Regions from separate parts of the Sus scrofa genome. Here region 1 is linked to region 2. A link is a contact called in public HiChIP or PLAC-seq data. All regions are on one chromosome and are shown on one strand. The core of a region is the stretch at or near the end of the contact, and the rest is flanking DNA. Distances in the headings are between cores, read along the strand shown. Region 1 overlaps PTBP3 (polypyrimidine tract binding protein 3). Region 2 overlaps SUSD1 (sushi domain-containing protein 1).

Region 1 (6,000 bases), core at 2,576-5,075, 130 kb before region 2:
GGCTTAAGAGTAAGAAAGCAGTGCCATTTAGAAATATGTTTGAATATTTACTATTAGGAATGGCAGACACTTAGTTTTCCTTTGAACCTGTTTTCATGAGGGAAAAATTTTTTTATTATCTCTCAAAAATCTCAGATCTGAAAGAAACTATAGAAGTCTTCTTTTTTACAGAATATATAATGTTTGTCTCTGTAATTAGAAGTCAATCCCTTCTTGTTACAGAATATGTAATAGGAGTTCTTGTGGCGCAGTAAGTTAAAAGGATCCAGCGTTGCCACTGCGGTGGCTTGGGTTGTTGCTGTGACTCAGGTTTGATCCCTGGCCTGGGAACTCCCATATGCCACAGGCAAGGCAAGGCAAGGCAAAACAAAACAAAACAAAAAGACTGTATAACAAAGACATTAAGAAGTTGAGGAAGGTGAGCGATGGGAGTTCCCTTTTGTGGCACAGTGGAAATGAATCCGACTGGTATCCATGAAGATGCGGGTTTGATCCCTGGCCTTACTCAGTGGATTAAGGATCTGGCATTGCTGTGAGCTGTGGTTCAGATCCCGTGTTGCTGTGGCAGTGGTGTAGGCCGGCAGTTACAGCTCCATTTCAGCTCCTAGCCTGGGAACATCCATCTGCCACAGGTGCGGCCCTAAAAAGTGAAAAGAATTAAAAGAGGTTGAGTGATGCTTCTATTGTGACATTATCAACTCAACTTAAGATATTAATAAGAATTTGTATAGGTATGTTCATGAAAGACTTTTTGTTTCTCCTAGATGAGTAAGGAGTAAAGAATATGAACATTCCTTATACCTCATTTCCAGATTTTATTTTGATACAGTTCATGTTGAAATTTTTGTGTCTCTCCAGATTAATTTTTAAGTAGTTAAAATAGTAATTTGAAGTAACTTCAGGGTGGAAAAAATTTATCTGCAAAGCAAGAACATTTTAAGAAAGATATTTTTTTATTATGTTAAGAGCATTGTTTGGCCCCTCTACTCTTGCTCTAGGTGAAAGAACTCCTTCAGCTTTGATTCTGTGTTGAAAGTCATTATAAGGCAAACTGCTGAATTAAGAGTTTTCCACATTTTCAAAAACAGTGACATTTCCTGTGCATGATCTTGTCCTTAACTTGTTCTAAGAGATAATAATGGCATATAATAAATTATATAAACTTAGAGTAAATGAAGTGTTGGATATTTTTTAATAGTATAAAATTTTTTAAATGAAACTTGCTTTGTAAATAGGATGCACGCTCATGGTAAATCATCGAAACAATCCAGAAAAATAAAAAATAAAAAACAATCCACTCACTCAAATATAACTAATATTTTGCTAACGTTTTACTTTGTACAACTTCTCTATTCAGGTTATTGTCTATATATATAATTTTACCAACAGAATCCTAGTATTTTGAAAGCTCTTGTTTTTTCTCTACAATATGTCATTTGCTGTCATTGTTTCCTGACAGCAAATATAGAATTCATAATTTTTTTACTTCATAATTTTTAGTTTTTTACTTTTTATTTTTTAAAATTTTTATTTTATTTTTATGGCCACACCCATGGCACATGGAAGTTCCCAGGCTAGGAATTGAATCAGAGCTGCAGGCCTACACCACAGCCACAGCAATGCTGGATCCTTAACCCAATGAGCAAGGCCGGGGATTGAGCCTGCATCCTCACAGACACTGTGTCAGGTTCTTAACCCTTATAGCCAAAATGGGAACTCCTTTTTAAATTATTACCACTTCATAATTTTTAACTGACTGTATAATACTCACTTCAAAAGGACAGCCATGATTTATCCAGTTTCTTATTAATAGACATTGAGATTATTTGCAGTTTTATACCTTTGCAAATAGTACTGTAACAACATTCTTATGTATCTCAGCACACTTGCAACATTATTTTAATATTTTATGTTTCTGGCAACAAAATTGCTGGGACTAATAGGCCAATGCATGATTTATGCTTTGATATACATTGCACAATTGCTTTCTGTAAAGATTATTTGCTGACTTATAATGCCACTGATAATATATGAGAAAGCAATTTTCCAGTCTATCTTTGTCAGTCTTTGTTAATATGATAGGTGATGAATTATACCTTGTTATTTACTAACTTGTGAAGTATTTATGGTGATTTCTGCTAATGCAGTTTTTCTCAAATTTTTAAAATTGTGGTAAAATATATATATAACAAAATTTGCCATTTTAACCATTTTTCAGTGTACAGTTCAGTGGCATTAAATACATTCACATTGTGCAGCCCATCACCACCATCCATCTCCAGAACTTTTTCATCTTCCCAAACTGAAACTCTGTACGCATTAAAGACTAACGCCTCTTTTTCCCCTACCCCTACCATAGCAACCACTATTCTACTTTCCGTCTCTGAGTTTTGTCTGCTAATGCATTTTTTAAAATATTTTTATATAGTAGTCAAATCTCTTAAATTATATTACAGTTTCTTACATGGGTACCATACTTATAAAAACCTAGCATAGCAAAATTAAAATTTTTTTTTTTGCCTGTGTTTTCTTATACTTTGATGTTTTACTTGTTTTTATTTTAACATTTAAATCTTTTGTTAAGAATATTTTGGGGGAGGGAGTTCCCGTCGTGGCTCAGTGGTTAACGGATCTGACTAGGAACCATGAGGTTGCAGGTTCGATTCCCTGGCCTTGCTCAGTGGGTTAAGGATCCCGCGTTGCTGTGGCTCTGGTGTAGGCCAGTGGCTATGGCTCTGATTTTGACCCCTAGCCTGGGAACCTCCATATGCCAAGGGAGTGGTCCAGGAAGTGGTAAAAAGAAAAAAGAAAAAAAGAATATTTGGGGGGAGGGAGTTCCAGTTGTGGCGCAGTGGTTAACGAATCCGACTAGGAACCATGAGGTTGCTGGTTCGATCCCTGCCCTTGCTCAGTGGGTTAACGATCCGGTGTTGCCGTGAGCTGTAGTGTAGGTTGCAGACGCGGCTCGGATCCCACGTTGCTGTGGCTCTGGCGTAGGCCGGTGGCTACAGCTCCAATTCGACCCCTAGCCTGGGAACCTCCATATGCCGTGGGAGCGGCCCAAGAAATAGCAAAAAAAAAAAAAAAAAGAGTATTTTGGGGGTGGGAAGTGAGGGTAGGGCTTTTCTCTTTCTTTTACACTAGTGACCAGTTTCTCCTTTGTTGTTTTTGGGTAGCCCGTTTATTGTCCATTCTTGTGAAACTCGTCCCTTGTCATATTCTAGTTTTCCTTACGCCAGGCTCTGCCTACTTAAAACATGCATGTATACGCCCGTTAGATATGACCACACATTCTGCTTGCATAACCCCCGTCTACCCTGATGTGTGTGCTGCTCACATGGTATGCACTCCGTGTCTAATCTGGGCTACCTTTTGGGTTTCATTCTGTCCCATTTCTATTTCAGTGTCCCTATGGCTTAATATATTAGGGCAAGGCCCTATTTACCCTCTTTTTAGAGATTAAACGGATAATATATCTTGTTTATTTCTCAGGATATATTAGAAGTATTTTGATAAATCCTAGCCCCACGATTGGAATTGGGTTGACTTTTTTTTTGGATTAATTTGAAGATAATTAATGTATTTTTATTGTATCTGAGCCTTTTGAGGAGGAAGTTATATTTTATTTGCTATCTTTCAGTAGATTTTTAAATTTTTCTTCGTGTAATGTAAGTCGTGCAGTTTTCCATTAGTATGATTCATAAATATGTTAGTTTAAGTCTTAAAGAAGAAATAAACAATTTAATAAAACTCTTAAGGACTGGATTATTCTAAAGGGAAACAGTGAGAAATCCCAGTTGCTTGGCAACCAAAGCCAGCCCAAATGACCTAGTTTATTCTTAGATAGCCTTGATTTCTTCCTAGTGTCCTTTCCATTTTGTTACTTTTGTCCAAGTTGTTGCATTGATGTTTGATAAAATAGTATTTTTTCTTTTATTCAAATCCTATACCACAGCTGAAGTCAAAATTGAAGGTATCTGTTTGCTTGTATAAAATGTACAAGATGTTTTTTTAATTCAGACAGCCCCAGGAAGCTGATAAATTACTGTTTATTTCTCTTTCATTCTCTCAATAGCAAGATATCGCAAAACACGCACATAACTTCTTTTCCAGCTTATGGGCATACTTGCCAGAGTCAGGTGGATGTCAATTAATTTTGTCTCTTGATTTAAGCTAAAATTCAGATTTAAGCTAAAAACTTCAGATCATATTTTGAGGTACAGAATTTGGGAAATGGTTGTATTAATAGCAGTCATTTTTGTATACATGGTTTTTCTTGATTTCATAGATGGAAGTTTATAAATCTACAAAGAGATAACCTTGGAAAATTTTTTCTAAAAAAATTTCCCTAAAACATCATCAAACTGAACACTAAGATCTGTGAATTTTATTATATATTCATTTCCATCTCAATTTTAGAAATGTCTTCTTCACATTATGCAGGCATGTTTAAGTTTTACATGAAATATTTTTTCCTCCTCTACCTCAATGAAACATTTGTTGGTTTTTCCATCATACTTACTGCTGTTTTCCTTTACTAGCGCTTAATGTAACCATTCCAGAGGCTTTTTTGCTGAAACATTTAAAAATTATTTCCTGTGACAAGAATTCTAGTGCCTTATAATGTTTAGCATCCGATAAATAGAATTTCTATGTATCTGAAACATCTCTTCATATTGAGAAGACATTTTGGGTTTTTTGCTCAGACTTTTTTGTTGTCCTCAGTGGAGAGTAGGCCTCCAATTTCGTTGTTTTACCTAAATGTCTTTGCCTTATTAAAAATTGAAACTGTGGAGTTACTTATTAAATAAATCTATCTCTTTCTCAGGCTTTTATTGTCAAAAGCACTTTTTGCACGCCTGCTAGGCAGAGACCTTTGTACTCAGTGTTCTGTGAAGTATTAATGCAGACTATATTGACAACACTAGAATGATGAGGACAATATATATCATGGCTTCTCATATTTTTCCACTGTAGTAACCCTTATTGCCAAAGAGGAAGGTGCGAAGGAAGAAAAATAGCAACAACAGCAACAGTAACAGTAATATTAGCAGCAGTAAGCGTGTATATAGAATTGTTTAATAAAAAGGATCAATAGAATGGTTTATGGATAGGAAATAAAGTCATTGAGGTTAAGTTTAAGTTGTGCAGGCTTAGTTTTGGTAAGATTTAGTCATCCTAATCTAAGAGGAAAAGGAACCATTATGCCACTGAGAGCCTCACTGTGATGATATTTTTTTCCCTAGACATTCTCAAGTTGTGACGTCCAGTATGGTAGCTGCTAGCTAAATGTGATTATATTTAAATTAATTAAAAAATTAAAAATTCAGTTCCTTAGTTGCACTGGGTACATTTTGGGTGCTCACTAGCCACTTCTGGCCAGTGGCTGTCATATTGGATACTATAGATGTGGAACCTTTCCATTATCACAGGCAATTCTGTTTGTACAGCACTGTTTATCTTCCATATCTCTACTTAACCTTTCTTTTGTGTGTGTCTGATACAATTATAATAACTACTATGTTCTTGGCTGCTAATTCTAATTCCTGTGTAAATTCTGGGTCTTTTTTTTGAACTCCCAACCTCATCATTGCCTATTTAAAAGCTCAAAGTGGAAGTGCAAGCCAGTTTTCAAATTTGAAAGCAGTATAACCCTCGTTTTCAAATAAAATCTTACTGAGGAGTGCAGTGTAAAATAGATAAACTGCCATGTTTGAAGCTGAATTGGGTTTCTCAGTATTCTGCACATTTGTTTGGCTTTATGAGAACACAGGTTTTTTTTTTTTTTGGTTTTTGTTTCTTTTTTTCTTTTTAGGGCTGTACCCGTGGCATATGGAAGTTCCCAGGCCTGGGGTTGAATTGAATCTGCAGCTGCTGGCCTACACCACAGCCACAGCCCTGTACAGCCCTGTGGGATCTGAGCTGTGTCTGCAACCTACCCCATAGCTCACAACAACTCTGGATCCTTGATCCACTGAGCAAGGCTAGGGATCGGACCTG
Region 2 (6,334 bases), core at 1,917-4,416:
AAAACTTCCATATGCTGCAGGTGCAGCCCTAAAAAATAGGTACTTTACTACCTACAGAGGCTTCGGTTCGCAAAGTCCCAAAGTTCACTGCAGAGTTCACTTGGATGCTGTGGGGGCCTCCTTCATTTAAAGCGAGAGAGTCCTAAGCGTCCTGCAGCTGGACAGGCCAGAGACCTGCTCTGCCTCCCTCCATCCAGAGTCAGGCCTCAGATGTAATCATGGCACCCGCTGCCCTCCACGGGGCAGGAAGAGCATCTGAGGGGGGAGAGAGCGTCTGAGCCCCCAGGGCCGAATGTTCTCCAGGCCCGTCTTGGGTGGGGTGAGGAGGCTGGGGAGGGGGGTTGGAGGGAAGGAGGGGCGATCACTTTGGAGGAAGCAGACACCCCTTCAGCTCATCTACTCCCCTGACTCCCGAGGCGTCATGCTCTCCCAGCCAACATCCTTCCTCTTTCTCTTCTTCTTTCCCCTGGGTTTCCGTGTGTCCCAGAGCCCTGCCCTCCTGCCGCTCGGCCTCCACGTCCTACCTGGGGGTTCCACCTGCCCCCAGGGCTTCAGCCGCCATCCATACACGGATGACCTTTGAGACTGTTTTTTCACCTGGATAGATGAACTCAGATGTAGGGCGTTCTAAACACCATGCATCGATCTGTGTCTCACAAAACCAGTCTGCTTCCTCCTGTATTTCTTATGAGAGCAGCAAAAGGCCATCCATTCCGACTCTCAGGCTCAGAGACTGGCGGTCAGCCTAGATTCCTGGCTGTCCCTTATCTCTTGCCTCCTGTTGCTGCTCCTTCAGAATTGCTCATGGTTTTAAATACCGTGCCCTGATTTCATCTTTTCACCTTTTTGCTGGATAACTACGTTAGTGTAAAGGCTCTGGGCTTTGGAGTCTGGCAGGTCTAGTTTTGAGTCCTGACTTGACTGCTTGCTGGCTGTGTGACCTCTGGCAGGTTACTTAACTTCTCGAAGCCTCGGGTCTGTAACATGGACATGATTACGTCAAACGCATGGGGTTATTTTAAAGATTAGATGAATGAGACATTCAAAGTACTGTACATACTATCAGATCCACAGTAACAACTCAATAAATGTTCACTCTTTATTATTATTATTATTATTATTACTTGGCTGCTCCTGGGGCGTACAGAAATTCCCCAGGCTAGGGATCGAACCTGAACCACAGCTGCCACCCAAGCCACAGCAGTGACAATGCTGGGTCCTTAACCTGGTGAGCCACTAGGGAATTCCTCACTCCTTATTGATTTTTTTTTTTTTTTGTCTTTTTAGGGCCGCACTCTCAGCATATGGAGGTTCCCAGGCTAGGGGTCCAATCGGGGCTGTAACTGCCGGTCTATGCCACAGCCACAGCAATGCCAGATCCAAGCTGCGTCTGCAACCTACACCGCAGCTCACGGCAACACCAGATCCTTAACCCACTGAGCAAGGCCAGGGATCGAACCCGCAACCTCCTGGTTCCTAGTCGGATTCGTTTCCTCTGCACCACGACGGGACCTCCAGTCCTTATTGATTTATTATTGCCTCCTATGATTGCTCTGTGAGCAAATCTATAAGGACCTGTGCATTGGTGTTTGATGTATTATAATTGCCTAGTAAAAGGATGCCACATTCTTTCCCTGTGACCTCCAGTGTCTCCTTCAAAATACGCCAGAGCTTTCTTTCCTTTCTTTTCTTTTTTTTGGCCACACCCATGGAATGTGGAAGCTCCCGGGCTAGGGATTGAACCCGAGCCATAGCAGGGTCCTGAGCTGCAGCAGTGACAGCAACGGATCCTTAACACACTGTGCCACCTGGGAACTCTTAGAATTATCTTCCTTTAAAAAAAAAAAAGGGCTCCTTGGAGTTCTGGCGCAGTGGGTGAATGTCCTGGCTTGTCTCTGCAGAGGTGCTGGTTCAGTCCTTGGCCCAGTGCAGTGTATTGAGGATCTGGCATTGTCGCAGCTTCAGTGTAGGTCACAGCTCTGGTGTGGATTTGATCCATGGCCTGGAAACTTCCATATGCCATGGGGGGAGGCGGGGAAAAAAAAAAAAAGGGGGGGGGTCAGCATCATCTTCCTGCTTTTCTCTCCATGGCTCATAGGAGTAGGTCTGCACTTAGTCTGGGGAGTAGGTCTTCCCAAGACTGGGCTGCTCCTCGCTCTGCAACCTCGCTCCCCCTCTTTCCTCCTCCCCAGCACATCGTCACATATCTCTGTCACCACCCCGAATGTGCCACACCTTTCACCCTTCCAGGCATTGGACCTGCTGCTCCGTCTGCTTAGTTGTCTTCCCCATGCTTCATCCATTCAGCCCTCTCAAGGTCACGGCCTCTCAAGGTCTTCCAGTGAGACGTGGTGGCTTCTTTCTCTGTACCTTATGGTCCTTGTGTGTTGCTTTGTTCTCATATGTATCAAGTTGTAATTTACCTGCTGATACGTGTGCTCCCTCCATCAGACAACATGTTCCCGAGGAAAGGACTTAAGTTCTGAGCTGTGTCACAGCCCAGTGCCTGGCACGGGAGGATGCTGGGCATCCAGTAATTGTTCAGTTAAGGGTGAATGGTGAGTAGGGAGCCCTGGAGCCAGTCCCGAAGAGAACGCCCAGAAATGTTTTCAGTGTTTGGTCCCATTGGGATGAGGGCATAGGCTCCCAAGTCATCTCTTTCAAAGGGACAGCGTGAACATGGATGTTCAATGCCTGACACATTTATAAAGAAGTCTTTCCCGGAGTTCCCGTTGTGGCGCAGTGGTTAACGAATCCAACTAGGAACCATGAGGTTGTGGGTTTGATCCCTGGCCTTGCTCAGTGGGTTAAGGATCCGGCGTTGTCATGAGCTGTGGTGTAGGTCGTAGATGCAGCTCGGATCCCGCCTTGCTGTGGCTGTGGTGTAGGCTGGCGGCTACATCTCTGATTAGACCCCTAGCCTGGGAACCTCCATGTGCCGCAGGCGTGGCCCTAGAAAAGGCAAAAAGAAAAAAAAAAAAAAAAGAAAAAAGTCTTTCCAGCTGCCTTGCAGACAGTTGGAGGGAAAAGCAGTTTTGTTAAACTGTTCCTTGGGATGAAATAGCTGACATCCCTCTAGTCGGACCTGGGTCCCATCAGTGCAGGGAGCGTGGCACAAGCTGGAGGCAGATGGCATTTTTGCGATGTCATTTGTGGTTGTCATAGTGAATGAGCAAAAAGGAAGAACAAGGAAGGGAACTTGCATGTCTCCTTTCTTATCTCTGCTTGGGTGGCAAAGGGGTCCTGAGTGGGAAGGAAATGTGCTTTACTGGCAACTCAGGGGAAAGGTGAGGGGGGATGTTTCCTTTTCCTTCTGGACCAAGGGGAGAGTTAGTATCCAAAGGAAGTGGGGATGAGCAGAGGGGTCTAGAAGTCTCGGGCCTTGAAGGATGGTGGAGAGGGAAAGGGCTGGGAATATTTGGGGCTTGTTTGTGCTGATAAATACTGGTGCCAACATCATCTTTATGCTACCCAAGGAAGTGAATAGATAGGATCTTTTTTTTTGTTTGGTTGGGTTGGGTTTTTTTGTTTGTTTTGTTTTTGCTTTTTAGGGACATACCTGTGGCATATGGAAGTTCTGAGGCTAGGGATTGAATCAAAGCTACAGCTGCCAGCCTACGCCACAGCCACAGACAGCAACACCAGATCTGAGCCGTGTCTGCGACTCACACCACAGCTCACGGCAGTGTGGGATTGTGAACCTGCTGAGTGAGGCTAGGGATTGAACCCGCATCCTCATGGATACTAGTTGGATTCATTTCCGCTGGGCCACAAGGGGAACTCTCAGATAGGATCTTTAGATAGGGTCTCTGCATCTCTCAGGATACCTGTGTCCTCACTGGAGTCTGTCTGTCTTTCTGTCTGTCTGTCTGTCTGTCTGTCTCTCTCTCTTTCTTCCTTTCTTTCACTGCCTTGAGGCATATGGAGTTCCTGGGCCAGGGATCAGATCTGAGTTGCAGTTGTGACTTATGTCACAGTTGTGACCTGTTTGTGGCAATGCCAGATCCTTTAACCCACTGTGTCTGGCTGGGAATCAAACGTACATCCTGGTGCTGCAAGGAATTCCTGGAGTATCTCTTTGATTTCAAATTATCTGTGCTCTGGGGAGAAGCGTTGATGTAGAGACCCAGGCGTGTTTAGGTGATCCTCTGGTGTCTCTCCAGTAGTTGGCCTGTTCTCTCTCTGGCCCCATTTGTTCTCGCCCCCAGACAGCCAACCTGGGCTTCCCGGAGCGAGGCCAGGTAATACGTGGCAGGGAATCTCAGTAATACTGCCGATGGGATGATTTAGTAAAGATAAAAAATCTTCCATGGGCCAGGACATCAGTAGGCCAGCGTCTGTCTGAAGGTAGTATTGGTTCTGAGAACCCTACAGGCACCTAAGTTGCAGGCTCCCTTCCCACTTGGAGGCTGAGAGGAGATTTACTAGAAGGGAAGGAAGGGAGCTGAGAGGAAGAGAGACATCTTCTGGGGTGGAAATTATTCTTTCTCACCCTTCCTGATGGGACTCTTACCTTGGGTTTCCCAGAAAACAGGGCCTGAGCAGAGGGCTTCCTTTTTTCCACAATAGGGAGTGACAGCCCGGGAAGCAGGAATGAGGGCTTAGGTGCATGAAACGGGGAAGGAAGGAGAACCAGTGTCAGGGGGCCTCATCGTGCTGGTCTTCCCCCAGTGCAAGGGATTGCTCCACCCGTGCACCTCTCCACCCTGAGAAGTCTTTGTAGATCTGCCCTTCACGGGGAAGACAGGAAAGGGCTGGGTTCACCCCCTACCTCCTGTCCCCATGAGGTGTTAATCACCACCACCCCACCCCGCCCCGTTCTGGATGTGCAATGGGGATGCCCCAGGATGGGCAACAAGACACGGTCACGTTGTCCAAGCTCAGGCAGGCCTGGAACAAGGAGCAGGAGAGACAGATTCTAAAGCATCTGCAAAGTGTGTCTGATTCAGTGGGGAAGCTTGAATTTGGGCCGAGGAATATTCCTGACACTAAGATACTGGTTCCCTCCTTTGCAGGAGAAAGTATGGTAACTTCTGTCTGCAGGGAATTTTGTTCCTTTTGATGCTCTTGGAAGAGAATTTTTTTTTTCTTTTTTTTCTTTTTAAGGCTGCACCCGTAGCATATGGAAGTTCCTGGGCTAGGGAGCTACAGCTGCTGGGCTACACTACAGCCCACAGCAATGTGGGATCCGAGCTGTGTCTGTGACCTACACCTCAGCTCATGGAAACGCCAGATCCTTAACCCACTGAGTGAGGCCAGGAATCGAACCCACATCTTCATGGATACTAGTTGGATTTGTTTGCACTGAGACACAATGGGAACTCCCTGGAAGTGAAAATTTTTAAAAATTTCATTTTGGATTGTTCCTTGCTGGTGTACAGAAATGCAGTTGACTTTGGTACCTTGACCTTGTATCCTGCAACAGGCTGAACTCCTCTTAGCTTTAATAGGTTTTTTTGGTATATATGAGTGAATTCTGTAGGATTTTTATAGATAAGGTTATGTCAACTGGCAATAAAAATAGATTTACTGGAGTTCTCTTGCTGTGCAGCAGGTTAAGGCTCTGGCGTTGTCACTTTAGTGGCTCAGGCCACTGTAGTGGCTCAGGTTGCTGTTGTGTCTCGGGCTTGATCCCCGGCCCAGGAACTTCAACGTGCCCCAGGTTCCGCCAAAAAAATAAAATAAAAATAAATAGATTTACTTACCTGCAGGGAATTTGTTAAACAGATAAAAAGCTAGATTCTTGGCCCCTTCCCATCTGAACGGCTTCCTAGATGGTTTCCTGGGTCCATTGGAAACTGTCACCGCAGAAAGCAAGGCCCTGATATGACTTCCCATACTGTCAATTTTTTTTTTCTTTTTGGTCTTTTTAGGGCTGCACCCATGGCATATGGAAATTCCCAGGCTTGGGGTCAAATTGGAACTACAGCTGCTGGCCTACACCACAGCCCCAGCAACACGGGATCCGAGCTGGGTCTTCAACCTACACCACAGCTCACAGCAATGCCGGATCCCTGACCTACTGAGTGAGGCCAGAATCGAACCCGATACTAGTTCGGTTCTTTAACTGCTGAGCCACAATGGGAACTCCTCAATTTTTTTTTTTACATGAAATACACACAGAATATTTAAAAAAAGCAGAACAACTTAAAGAAATCAGTGGCTTCCTGATAAATCAGGATTAAATAGCTTCACTTAAAGGGGTCCCAGAAATACCTGGGAATCATGTGGAGAATTTATTTAGTTTGCGTCGATGGGCTGCTCCTGAGGAATGGTCCTGTGCAGTGACACACGTCATTTCCCTCTTGGGAACAGTAGTGACCCGGCAATCAGA

What was found. HiChIP or PLAC-seq counts read pairs in DNA pulled down with a chosen protein or histone mark.
Region 1: a contact with region 2 is called in an H3K27ac HiChIP or PLAC-seq map of alveolar macrophages. The contact joins two enhancer-like sites.

What each region holds. Positions count from the first base shown.
Region 1 is chr1:253,028,031-253,034,030 of Sscrofa11.1, reverse strand. The region is part of intron 3 of PTBP3 (polypyrimidine tract binding protein 3); the gene reads left to right. Among named protein-coding and RNA genes, the nearest start is that of PTBP3, 25 kb to the left of the region's middle. Within about 2 kb of position 3,825, at least 3 of the 83 cell types and tissues checked have an H3K27ac peak or open chromatin away from gene starts, as enhancers often do. A contact at or near this core is called in alveolar macrophages, where this site is marked.
Region 2 is chr1:252,896,408-252,902,741 of Sscrofa11.1, reverse strand. All of the region lies in intron 6 of SUSD1 (sushi domain-containing protein 1), which reads left to right. Among named protein-coding and RNA genes, the nearest start is that of SUSD1, 57 kb to the left of the region's middle. Within about 2 kb of position 3,166, at least 1 of the 83 cell types and tissues checked has an H3K27ac peak or open chromatin away from gene starts, as enhancers often do. A contact at or near this core is called in alveolar macrophages, where this site is marked.